Regions from separate parts of the Ctenopharyngodon idella genome. Here region 2 is linked to region 1. The links are chromatin contacts, called in public Hi-C maps. All regions are on one chromosome and are shown on one strand. The core of a region is the stretch at or near the end of the contact, and the rest is flanking DNA. Distances in the headings are between cores, read along the strand shown. Region 1 holds the start of mrpl13 (mitochondrial ribosomal protein L13). Region 2 holds the start of col14a1a (collagen, type XIV, alpha 1a).

Region 1 (5,874 bases), core at 2,526-5,025:
CCAGTGATTTCTCCTCTGAGCTCTCAGACAGAAACCCTCAAACTTCAGCTCTGAGACAAACTGAAAATAACAACAAATCAATTTAGAATGAGCTGAAGAGAGATTTACAAGTGTCACTCAGAAGGGTCTATACTTAACAATACTTGTCCTGTTTCTACAACACTAGACAACACAACAACTTTCTTGGAATAGACCAATTTTAGTCTAAGAAAGCGCAGAAACTTCCAAAAACATGAGCTAATGGATATTTCAGTAACACTGACCAGCTCTCTGAGCAGCCAACAGCCACAATCCAAAATGATTGAACTGGAAATCCAAACTCAAATCCCTGAACATGAATGATCTTTGTACAGCATTAGGTTCATTTCCTGTATTAAAGCCTATAATTCACTTCAGGCTGGCCCAGAAGAACCAGAGCCACAGATCTTTACTAGTCCTGATGTCTTTCCTCAACCAGAGCACACACTCTGCTGTATAACAGCTCTCTTCCCGCTTAGACACAAAATTTCCCTGCTCAGAATTTCCCTGAATCGAAATGTTTTCTTTACATATGCCACACTTACTAAGTCTTTCCATCTTTGTCTTTATAGTTTCAGAAATCAGTAGGAGTTTCTGTTCTCTCACAGACTATTTCTTGCAAGTGTTCACCCTCTGCTGGACAGAAAGAGTTTTACAGTTACTCTTTTGTTCTGCTCATAAAAGGTGACCGGTGTATTTTTTATTTTTAATTAAACCACTTTCTTCTATCCCAGGATAATTTTCAAAGTTAATTATGAGAAAGCGATTAGTAGGTAGATTTCTAAATTATAAGCACAGTGATATATATACTATTATAGTATTTATTAATATTTTAAACTGTTAACTACAATGTATGCCTCAAACTCCTAATTACTGCTCATTAATTAGTTAGTAATGTAGATGTTAAGTTTAGGTATTGTGTAGGATTAAGGGATGTAGAATATGGCCTTGCAGAATAAGGTATTAATATGTGTTTTATAAGTACTGATAAACAGCCAATATCCTAGCAACATGCATGCTAATAAGCAACTAGTTAATAGTGAGAATTGGCTAAACTAAAGTATTACTATTTTTTTTTTATATTTCTATTCAGTTAAGATGCCACTTAGAGACTTTGAGAAATGGTAGTACTTTATTAATTACAATGTTTCAAATAAATCCTATAGGATTTTGCAAGCAAGGTCATGTCTGAGACTGTCTTTATGTGGGTTCATGTAGATTTTTTTTTTCTCTAAAAAGGGGGGCCCAGCAGAAAAAGTTTGGGCACCACTGGACTAAGGAGTTGTACTGCAGCATAAAGTACCTTTTTCTCTCTAATATGGAGTCCACCTCTCCAGATCTCCCTCCCATCCACACAGCTGTCAATCACTGATGGAGAACACAGGCGGGCGTCCAGGTACATGGCTGCTTTCTGCCACCTTTACAGTGCAGAAACAAGAGAAACAGAGACATTATACATAAGAAAACTCATACAGAGGACAGGCCTATTCTTTCTAAAATGAAACACGAGTGATGAAGAATATTACTGGAGAGTATTAGATTTTACCCTGCACTGTGTTCAGTGACCATGATCATCTGTGCAGAGTGCCACGCCCTCATGTGCTTCAAAGAGCCAATCACAGGCAACATATCCTTCAACCCCGCCTCCTCGCCCACACATAGCACAATCACATCCAGCAAAGACTTCCCTGCCATCAAGAACACACATTACATCAATACAATAAAACAACAGTGAACATCATGAAACATCATCTAAACAACAGTAACATCATAACAAAAACATTTTGCAAAATAAAATATAGAAACTTTCACTACGATAACTTTATAATGCCTAATAATAAACAATTTGATGTTATAAAACGGTACCTGGATGAGGAAGTTTGTCTGCTAGTTGATGAAGACCTTCAGCAGCCTCTTCAAAGAGTCTACCATGATAGTCAATCATCATTTAAAAAAAAAAAAAAACAGACATAATTAAGGCATTAAGGAAAGTGAATGTAAATAAACAGCTGTCAATGATCAATTCAAGGATGGCATCAAATTATTAGTGAAATATGGTTGATTCTTTGGTCCTATAACATTGTTTGAGATATTATGGGGCGACAGTATCAATCAGAACTCTCACTCTGCATGGGACGGGTTCTCTGTGAGTGTGCCCTGTTCCTCTTGCTCCTGAAGGGCAGCGATGCAGCTGTCTAGAGCAGACGTCTCGGATTCCTCACTGTCACTGCGCTGGGAACACAGTTCCTCCCACTCTGAGCTGCACCACTGGAAATACACAGTAAAGAGTGTGTGCGGATGATCGGATGCACTACACCAGGGGTTTTCAATCTTTTAGATGCCATGGACACCCAAATATGATCATCCTTATGCAAGATATCCCATTCTATATTATGTATTTTCATGTATAAAGACACAATTTGTACTAATTTAAATGGCTATAATAAATATTATTTGGAAAATATTTAATTTCTATCAAGTGCACACTTCAGTACCATACTGTTAGATGTAATATTTATTATTCATTTTAATCATTTTCAATTTTTATAATTTATTTTAAACTAATATTATTGTTTATTTATTCATTTCAGTGCATTTAGTTTAATCTATTTTTTTATTATTTTAGTCTAATTTTATATTGTTTATTTACATCTATTTTTTATTATATGCTTATTTTAATCTATCCGTTTATTTATTTTAATCTTTTTATTATTGTATTTACATATCAATTTATTTACTTATTTTAATCCATTTATTTAATCTTATTTTTAATCAATTTATTTACTTATTTTAATCCATTTATTTAATCTTATATATAAATTGGTTGAGACAAACGTAGATTACAAAGTGATGATGTAGTATAGTGCAAGGGTTTTCAAACTGGAGTCCGGGACCGAGGATTGTTTAAAAAGTGAATATATAAAATAAAATACTGAAATATATATGTATCACTTTTTAAACAATCCTCGGTCCCGGACCCCAGTTTGGTTCCTTTGTAATCTATGTTTGTCTCAACCAATTTATAACACCTGTAATCAATTAATCTAGTGTAGAAGAAGCAAATATGCATAATTATGTTAATTACCTGTGTTGTACCATAACTGGCTTGAATGGCAAAGTACCATCTCTGTGGAGCAGGACTACCACTCAGAGAGCAGGCTAAATAGATTTAAAGAATCACAAAGTCAAACTTCACACTTCAAAACTGGTAGAAAATGGAGTGGCAAATGAGGATATAAATAACAAACTTACCTGGAAATAGAGGAACTCGTGTTAAACTCGAACCAGAAATATTTTTGAGGTTATCAAACACTTTCTTAGTTTCATCAACCCCTACAATAAAATTAATACGCGTCAAAACAACAATAGACAGTCAAAGCTTACGTAGTTCTGATACATGACATTATTTTATCACCAATAAAGCCTCTTACCGTTGAAACAACTATCTCTCTTCGGCTCTAGGTTGATTATAACAACTAGCACGTATCTGTCCATGGCAGTATGCTGCTGTGTTCATGTAAAATAAAGTTAACTTGTTACAGCACGAGACAGACTCCAGTACAAAAACAAATTTACGCGCGTTTACAACCAACACGGACGTTTCAAGATGACGCGCGCGCTACCAAAAAATACAGTCGGTAGGAACAGATTGAAACACGCATATAAATAACAAAACGTGGTGATGGTGGCGAATTAAATGATATATTATATAGCGTTAATTATATATTTATTGTTATTTAAGTTACTCAAGAAAAGTATAATACTTTATCTGAGAGCGTAAATGTATGGCTACAGAAAAAGGAACGACATATTTTACCTCTTTGCTGGGGGGACGTAAATTGCTGCTGTACCACTACAGCCACATTGAGGTCAAATTTTTCAAATGCTTATTTAAAATGTCTAGTTTTTCAAGATCAGCCCAGGTAAGGTTTTGTTGCTTTCTGTCATACTAGTCTCTATCATTTATAAAGAATACTACGCTGTCAGCTGATGCTTAAATGCTTCTTGAATAGAAAGCGTGATCTTTCCATTGAGCTTGTGCGCTAACAAGCTTGTGGTCAAAGAAGAGAGAGATTTGTATAATGTTTGCACCTGTGTGCATGGATTTATTTGGATAGAATAACAACTATTTATTTTTGGAAATTAGTGAAGGTAGATGAGTGTGACATTTATGCTCTAATGCATCAGTTAACAGGTGACAGGTTAAGGAGACAATTTACTAGCATTTTTCTCGCCTTCATATTGTTTCAAATCCGTGTGACTTTGTTTATTAACTTATTCTGTGAATCACATCATCACAAGAGAAAATATTATGGGGTATGTTAAGATGTTATATTCATTGCATCTTCTTTTCCATGCAATGAAAGTAAACTGTGACTGACTGACCTGACATTCTACATAAAATGTTCCACGGACGATAGATGTCGTACGGATTAATAGCATAATCTTATTTCATTTGAACAATTATTATTGGCTATTACGAACTAATAATGTTCAGTCATGAAACATTAAATGACTTTCTCTTTTTCCCATTAGCAATGGGCGACCTTTGCAAGATCCTGGTTCCTAATAGACGCTAGGATGCAGCCTCCAGGAAAGATCGCCTCTATGTGCTCAGTGCGGCTTCAAGGGAAACATAAACCCATTTACCATCCACTGAGTGAGTAAATGTGATTACTAAAACAAATTAAGGTCTCTCTGTTTACTTCCCACCTCAGGTAAAACATGGCAGCGCTGATTCATTGACTTCTGAGAACGTGTAGTTGCCCAGTGGCCACAAGATGGAAGTAAACGATCACGGTTTAAAATAGTGTCAGCACTGCTCTATGAGTCCAGCAGTAAAATACTATTATAGTTCTTTTTATTATTCAGAATTAGTTAATTTTGTATTTTCATTATCATTTTAGTTAAATCTCTATTAGTTTTGTTTTGTTTTTCTCAGTTTTTTTTATACAAAAATGTCTATGTAGTTTTTATTAAAGGGTTAGTTCACCCAAAAATAAAAATAATGTCGTTTATTACTCACCCTCATGTCGTTCCACACCCGTAAGACCTTTGTTAATCTTCGGAACACAAATTAAGATATTTTTGTTGAAATCCGATGGCTCAGCGAGGCCTGCATAGCCAGCAATGACATTTCCTCTCTCAAGATCCATTAATGTACTAAAAACATATTTAAATCAGTTCATGTGAGTACAGTGGTTCAATATTAATATTATAAAGTGACGAGAATATTTTTTGTGCACCAAAAAAAAAAAAAAACAGGAATCTTCGGAGCGTTATGAATCAGCGTGTCGAATCAGCGGTTCGGAGCGCCAAAGTCACGTGATTTCAGCAGTTTGGCGGTTTGACACGTGATCCGAATCATGATTCGACACGCTGATTCATAACGCTCTGAAGCTTCATGAAGCAGTGTTTTGAAATTGGCCATCACTATATAAGTCGTTAATTTGTTTTTTTGGCGCACCAAAAATATTCTCGTCACTTTATAATATTAATATTGAACCACTGTACTCACATGAACTGATTTAAATATGTTTTTAGTACATTAATGGATCTTGAGAGAGGAAATGTCATTGCTGGCTATGCAGGCCTCGCTGAGCCATCGGATTTCAACAAAAATATCTTAATTTGTGTTCCGAAGATGAACGAAGGTCTTACGGGGGTGGAACGGCATGAGGGTGAGTAATAAATGACATTTTTTTTCATTTTTGGGTGAACTAACCCTTTAACTTTTTATTTCAGTTTTAGTTACAATATTTTAGTACATCAGTACATTTTTTTTTTTTCTTATATTTCATTTAAAGTAACATTTTTAGTTAACTATAATAACATTGAAGTCCATTGTATATTTAT
Region 2 (6,042 bases), core at 3,511-6,010, 180 kb after region 1:
TGGATGTGATGTAAATTTCCACAGATCTTAGCAGCAGGAACAAATGAAAATCAGGGAAACTTGGCTAAATTTCCCACTTCTCAATGTGTAAAAATACATTACAAAAAGCTTAATTAAATGTTTTGTAATGAGATGTACTACCCATGTAAATTCAAACAACTTTAAAACTGTGAATGTGTTTGTTAGTTTTTTTGTTTTTGTGCATTTGTCTGCTGGAGAGTTTTGTCAGGATTTCAGACAGCCTGTTTAAGATTGACCTTCAGTTCTTTTGTTTCATTTTTCCTTCATCACAATAAAAGACCCTTCCAAAACACTCTCATCATACCGCTTCAAAATGCTTTTGTATCACTGTCTGCTTCTGCCCATTCATTCTCAGCAGGGCATTGTCAGCAATTGCAGGCATTTTCACTCCAACGCTTCAAGTACCCACAAACACAAATGCTTTCTATACATCTGTGTCATGTTAAAGGAATATGGCAGCTAAATTAAGCTCAGTTGATTTGTGGCATATTGTTGATAAGCACAAAAAATTATTTCACATAAATGTGGCAACGGTTTTTTTAAATGTTTTGAAATGAAATGTTCAGTGAGGGGCACTAAAAGGTTAATGCTTTATTGCGTTTGATAATAATGTACCACCTATACTAAACTCTACCCTAAACCTAGTCTCAGGTTCAGACTTCACGCCCACAGACCATTGGCTGAACGTCTGATACATATGGAACACAAAACTGGAAACAATACAGGAGTTTCAAAGTCATCATCTGATTGGTTGAATTCAACAGGACTTCCGAGATTGGATTTTCACATGTATGTGAAGTATGTGAAGTTCACAGAATAGACTCTTTAAAATACCTCCAAGAGTTTTACACACCGGTCCGTTATTGTATGCACACCGACTTTACATTTTCACGCCCCTAAACATGACGCTGAACTGTGATTGGTTGCTTTACATGTCAGTCAGACAGCCTCTGGGTGGTCCTTGGCCAATGAAAGCTGCTATGGAGTCCAGACCTTCTGCCATCAGTCTGAAGGTCTGGCTACACGAGACTACCCTAAACCTATCTGATAATGTAAACATGAGATAAAATCTATTTGCTGTACCAGGTAAGCTACCGAGCAAGTTTACTATGTCAGAACAGCCATGCATATGGAGATGGTTATGTGATGCAAATGTCCAAATGTTTTAGTTTACAAATCATGCACTGCAATCTAAAAAATAATGTGTTGGCTCAACAACCAAAAAATGCAACAGTTTGCATCAATTTTGAGTTATGACAACTTTACTTTTACGAATTTACATTCAACCAACAAGCTACATTGAGTTAGAGGAACTTAATAATTTGTAGCATTAACACATTTTTAAGGTGTTTACTCAAACCAGAGTTTAGCCCCAGAACCAAATAATCTCATCTATTTCAATTCAAATCAACAGCTATCATAGCACATGCTAACATAACTTATTTAACATGTATATTTAATGAACAAGTAAGATATTACTTGTCACTGGTATTAGCGTAGTCATTGCTTATAGAGTCAATGTAGTGTTTACCTTCATGTATCTGCTCTTCAGCACAATAGTAACCACAAAAACTTCAACACAGAAACTTTAAATGTCAAACATAACAGCATTAAACACTAGCAGGTCTTTCCCTTCACTAAAAACAAATAAATTAACACTTAATTTCAACATTTATTCTCCAGTCCTATGCAAAGCATGCAGGAAACTAGAAATCCACAGCCTAGTTTCCGAAGTTAGCAAGATTTCATTAAGTTACTACAACCTATTTTTTTTTCTTTTAAAAAAGCCAATTAATGCAGAAAATTGAGTTTAAATTACAGACGATATTAAGTTGATGTAATGATCAACATTATTATGTCAACAGAACTCTACAAAATAATGTTTGCAACTTAAAAGGTTTATTTAAAACAATAAATTAGAATTTTTAACTTGCAACCACACATTTATTTAAGCTGTGGTAACAGGTCCCCTGAATTACGTGTTTTGAGGCAATAGGATTGTGAAGGAACCACACAAAAATAAGTTATTATTAATCAGTAATAAATGTTAGTGAAGCTCAAACGTGCTGCGTAACCAATGAGGTTCATTCTCCTGTGTTATGCGGTACGTTTAAGCTTTCGGAAGAGGTTTGTTCTAGTGCGTCAACTCAGATTTTTGCTTTTTTATAAGGAGTGACAAGTAGAAATTCATTTTTTGTGGTAATCATAAGCATTATGAAACAAGTGCTGTTGATTCATCTTATCTGGTATTAAACCTAGAATATTCCTTTAACTAAAAGTCGTCTTTGGTTTGTTTTTTCATATTCAGCTGCACCACTGAGCAGTTTAAAATCGCAACAACAGCTTTCAGTGATTTTAGGGATGAAAATAACCTGTCTAGGCAGCATAAATTTAAAAACTACACCTGCCCATCACACAAGTGCTGGTCTGGGAAGAAGAGTGAAAAAAAAATTCAGAGAGTAATCCAAACTTTATCTTTCGAACAGTAACTCCCACTCCAGATGATGATCCAGACTCCACCTTTCACTCCAGGGCCCGGGAGGAATGTGAAACTACTTCCAAACAGAGCAACCAATTAAGCCTTTAAGCTGCCTTGAGGGATATTATCATTGTGGTCCCCTCTGATGTTAGACTAAATGCTTTTCCACATCTCTATCCTATCTAAAACCCTCAAGACTCACTTTAGCCCTTTTTACCTTCTTACTGAGAGGCATTATACTGAAATGAGTCCTCTTAGGAGATGTGAAAGTGCACAAAGGGTCAAATGTTTCTTTCTTTTTTTTCAAATCACAATCAGATGTAACCATTTGCCTTCAAAATTTTACACTGAATGATAAGGACAACATCTCATATTTTACACAATGACACAAAAGCCAATACACCAGAGCAAAATGGCAATTCAGAACCATGAAGACAGCAATTACCTTGAGCAGAAACAGGGGCGAAAAACTGAATCAGTGCCAGCAAGATAAGCGGACACCACAGCTTAATCCTCGATCCCGACACCTGCATCCTTATAGCTGTGTGAGTGATGCTTGCCCTGAACCTACAGAGAGACAGAAACAGCAAGTGAGTGGAGGAATTCACTGAAGCCGTGTAGCCTCAGGGGGATTTCTGAAACACAGGGAGGGTGGGATGTCTCTGCGGGTCAAGAACAGTAAAGACTTTGTTGAGTTTTGATGGACAGCCAATGAGAAGTGCTTCCTGAGGACCATTGTTGTTCCTGAGAACAAGCAGGACACTACAGCTCCTGTCATTCATGTCGGATAAGAAGGCTGACGTGTGTTTAGAGAGGAAGCCGCCCAGGCTTGTTCAAGAGGGCACCCCCACTTAACTTAAACACTGGTCTAAATTAGGGTCAAGAGATTATGCTGGTTAGCTGCAGTCTATGGTATGTAGTTCACTAAGTCAGTTTTCCTCAGCTGTTGTGACACAGACGGCATATTCTTTTATAACTAATATGTTTGGGATTTTTTTAATTTTTTTTTTGTTGGAAACAATACAATATGCTCTAGTGCATGATATGCTGTTTCAAATGGACATTATTTAAATTAAAGCTTGTTTGGATTGCACATGGTTGTCCATCACAGCATTTAACTGGTAATTTGCCTTTAAGGATGTTTTTTATTCTGTAAAATTAGATAAAAGGCATGCTATTAAGGAACTGAGCATTTCAGTCAAATATTTGTACTAAAAGTAGAGCCCAATGCATTGATAAATTCCCTTGCATGTGTGTCTTTGTCCCCCTCTCTCTCTCTCTCTCTCTCTCTCTCTCTCTGTTTCACCTGCTACTGAATCCTGAATCCTGAAATAAACATCAAGCGCTCACCTTGGCTTCATTTCTATTCTCAACAACACAGTAAAGATGAAACGCGCTAAATTTAAAAATAGATGTAGGATACATCAAGTATATTCTTTGAGCATCGGAGGTGTTTGGGACATCCCTAGATTTTTATAGATAATAATAACAATAATAATAGGCTACAAAACTTATATGGAACTAGAAATGTATATAGGCTAAACTAAGTTCTGTGTGCTTCTGTTTACGTTAGTTGAGGAAATATTTTACGAGCAAATATACATATAATATAAAATATAGGATATATGTGCCTCAAACCACTTTAAAGTAGACTATATGGGGTGTAATGAATGAATAGAACAAAAATAAATTTCCCCAAAATTATACTTTAAGACACATTCAAGCAAATGCTTAACAATACAAAGTAAAGTGGCAAAATAGTGAAAAAAATGTCGCAAATATTTTCGTCTTTTTGACGCTCTTTCTTGATTAATTCTCCCAGTGTTGTTTTAATAAAACGCAGATGAGATAATGGAGTTAAGCGAGAGTATGAAAGATTAAATCATATAGCAGTCTTACCTTTCACACCATTCGCTTCAGTGAAATCCTCTTGATCTAAATGTGATCCAAATTCCCGCGTCTTGTGATGATCAGACTTCACTCGTATCTTCTCGTAGAGTCAGTCAGATCACAGCGCTCTCCGTGTGCGTGTTTCGTCTGTCCTTACTCGCCCATTCCTTTAGCTCTTCAGCTCTGCACCTCATTTCATCCTTTAGTCTTGAGTCTTCGGGAAAAAAAACGTTCATGCGACCAATTGCAGCCACTGGACAGACGACGAATGATCTCACGACAATCAAGAGCCCTTCTCAAATACTTGATCCTGCCTACATGTAGGCTGTTCAGCGCTGACAAGAAAATCCATTTTCATTACATTTCAAGGGAATGCAACTGTAATGAACAATCATAACGCCTACACCAGGATGATGGATTATTAAATTGACCGTTATGACTCATTATATTTTATTAAGCCAGATTAATTGAATCGGTCAATGTGCGCAATCAATCATGTAGGCTACATTTGATTTTAAAGGAATTATTGTCAGTATCGTGTGAGGCTTTATCTGTTTCGTCTAGCAAAACCAAATAAGTAGGCTACTTTTTGCCGCCCCGTCACAGTTAACCAAACTTTTTAAACTTAAAAAAAAAAAAAAAGTGTGATATGTAGGTAGCCTAAATAACTATTTAAGAAAAGTGACAAATAATGACAATATTTATATTTTGTCGATATACAATCCGATACTGATTCCAACGAAAAGCGATTGAGAGCTTACTGTTGATATGGTTCCCTCCGTGTAACCTAACTTTTAAAGTTTATATATGGGTCATTGACAAATAAGGTTTTTAAAAGTGTAAAAAAAAAAAAAAAAAAACAAACATAATGGAGATATAATTAATTTCGAAGTTTTATTAAGTGTTAACAATGAGATTATGTGGTTTTTATAATCAATTAACGCTGTTTTTGTCATTTTTTACAAGATGGACAAAATTTGTACCCAAAAAAATTCGGTTTTACCAAATTACACTTTTGGTTATACCAAATGACGATATTTTCAAACAATGCTAGCAAGTTAGCTTGCTAGCTAGCTAGCAAAAGGACAATCAACCATTTTGTATTTAGTACAAGTTTTTAAAATACTACAACATCTTCCATGTTTTATAGCGGTTGTACCAAATGGCCTGATGTTTCGGGACATGCGTGCAAGTGAAAACATGAATTTTTCAAATAGTTAAAAGAGAGTTAGTTACTTTGCTTCACAACCATGTGGTACTTTGCAGGTGTCTGAATGATGTCACATCTTGTCACATGATATTGACGGCATGACTTGATCCAAAATGGTCCCTTTATATTGGTTACTCCGAATGACATTAATGAAATTCATTTTTCCGGACATTCTTTCTCATAACAAAGCAACGACTTCTACACATAATTTTAATACTATTTTGCACTATGTTGATGTATGATGTTATAAAATCATGCCAGAATAAAAAAATATATACATTTATTACATACATTTATAACACATACATGCTTTTTGTTACTTCTTTTCAGGTTTTCATCATGAAATCAAAACTGACAAAAAAAAAATTTGTTTTTTAAGGAATATTGCAGTATTTATTAAATGATTTATCCATTCACAAAATGCAATAGTAAACAACAACAA

The links. A called contact is a pair of places that touch in the nucleus more often than the background predicts.
Region 2: a Hi-C map of muscle shows a contact between it and region 1, with 6 times the contacts expected there. The contact joins the promoter of col14a1a here to the promoter of mrpl13 in region 1. A contact is called at or near these places in 2 of 2 Hi-C or Micro-C datasets (both in muscle).

What each region holds. Positions count from the first base shown.
Region 1 is chr16:14,058,305-14,064,178 of HZGC01, forward strand. It overlaps mrpl13 (mitochondrial ribosomal protein L13), which reads left to right and starts at 3,776. Exons shown (of 7, transcript XM_051866495.1): 1 at 3,776-3,941; 2 at 4,555-4,678. The coding sequence starts at 3,804. It overlaps mtbp (MDM2 binding protein), which reads right to left and starts at 3,659. Exons shown (of 22, transcript XM_051866492.1): 1 at 3,450-3,659; 2 at 3,271-3,351; 3 at 3,104-3,177; 4 at 2,144-2,286; 5 at 1,885-1,943; 6 at 1,565-1,706; 7 at 1,322-1,436; 8 at 1-60. The coding sequence starts at 3,513.
Region 2 is chr16:14,233,883-14,239,924 of HZGC01, forward strand. It overlaps col14a1a (collagen, type XIV, alpha 1a), which reads right to left and starts at 4,761. Exons shown (of 49, transcript XM_051866485.1): 1 at 4,400-4,761; 2 at 2,946-3,067. The coding sequence starts at 3,033.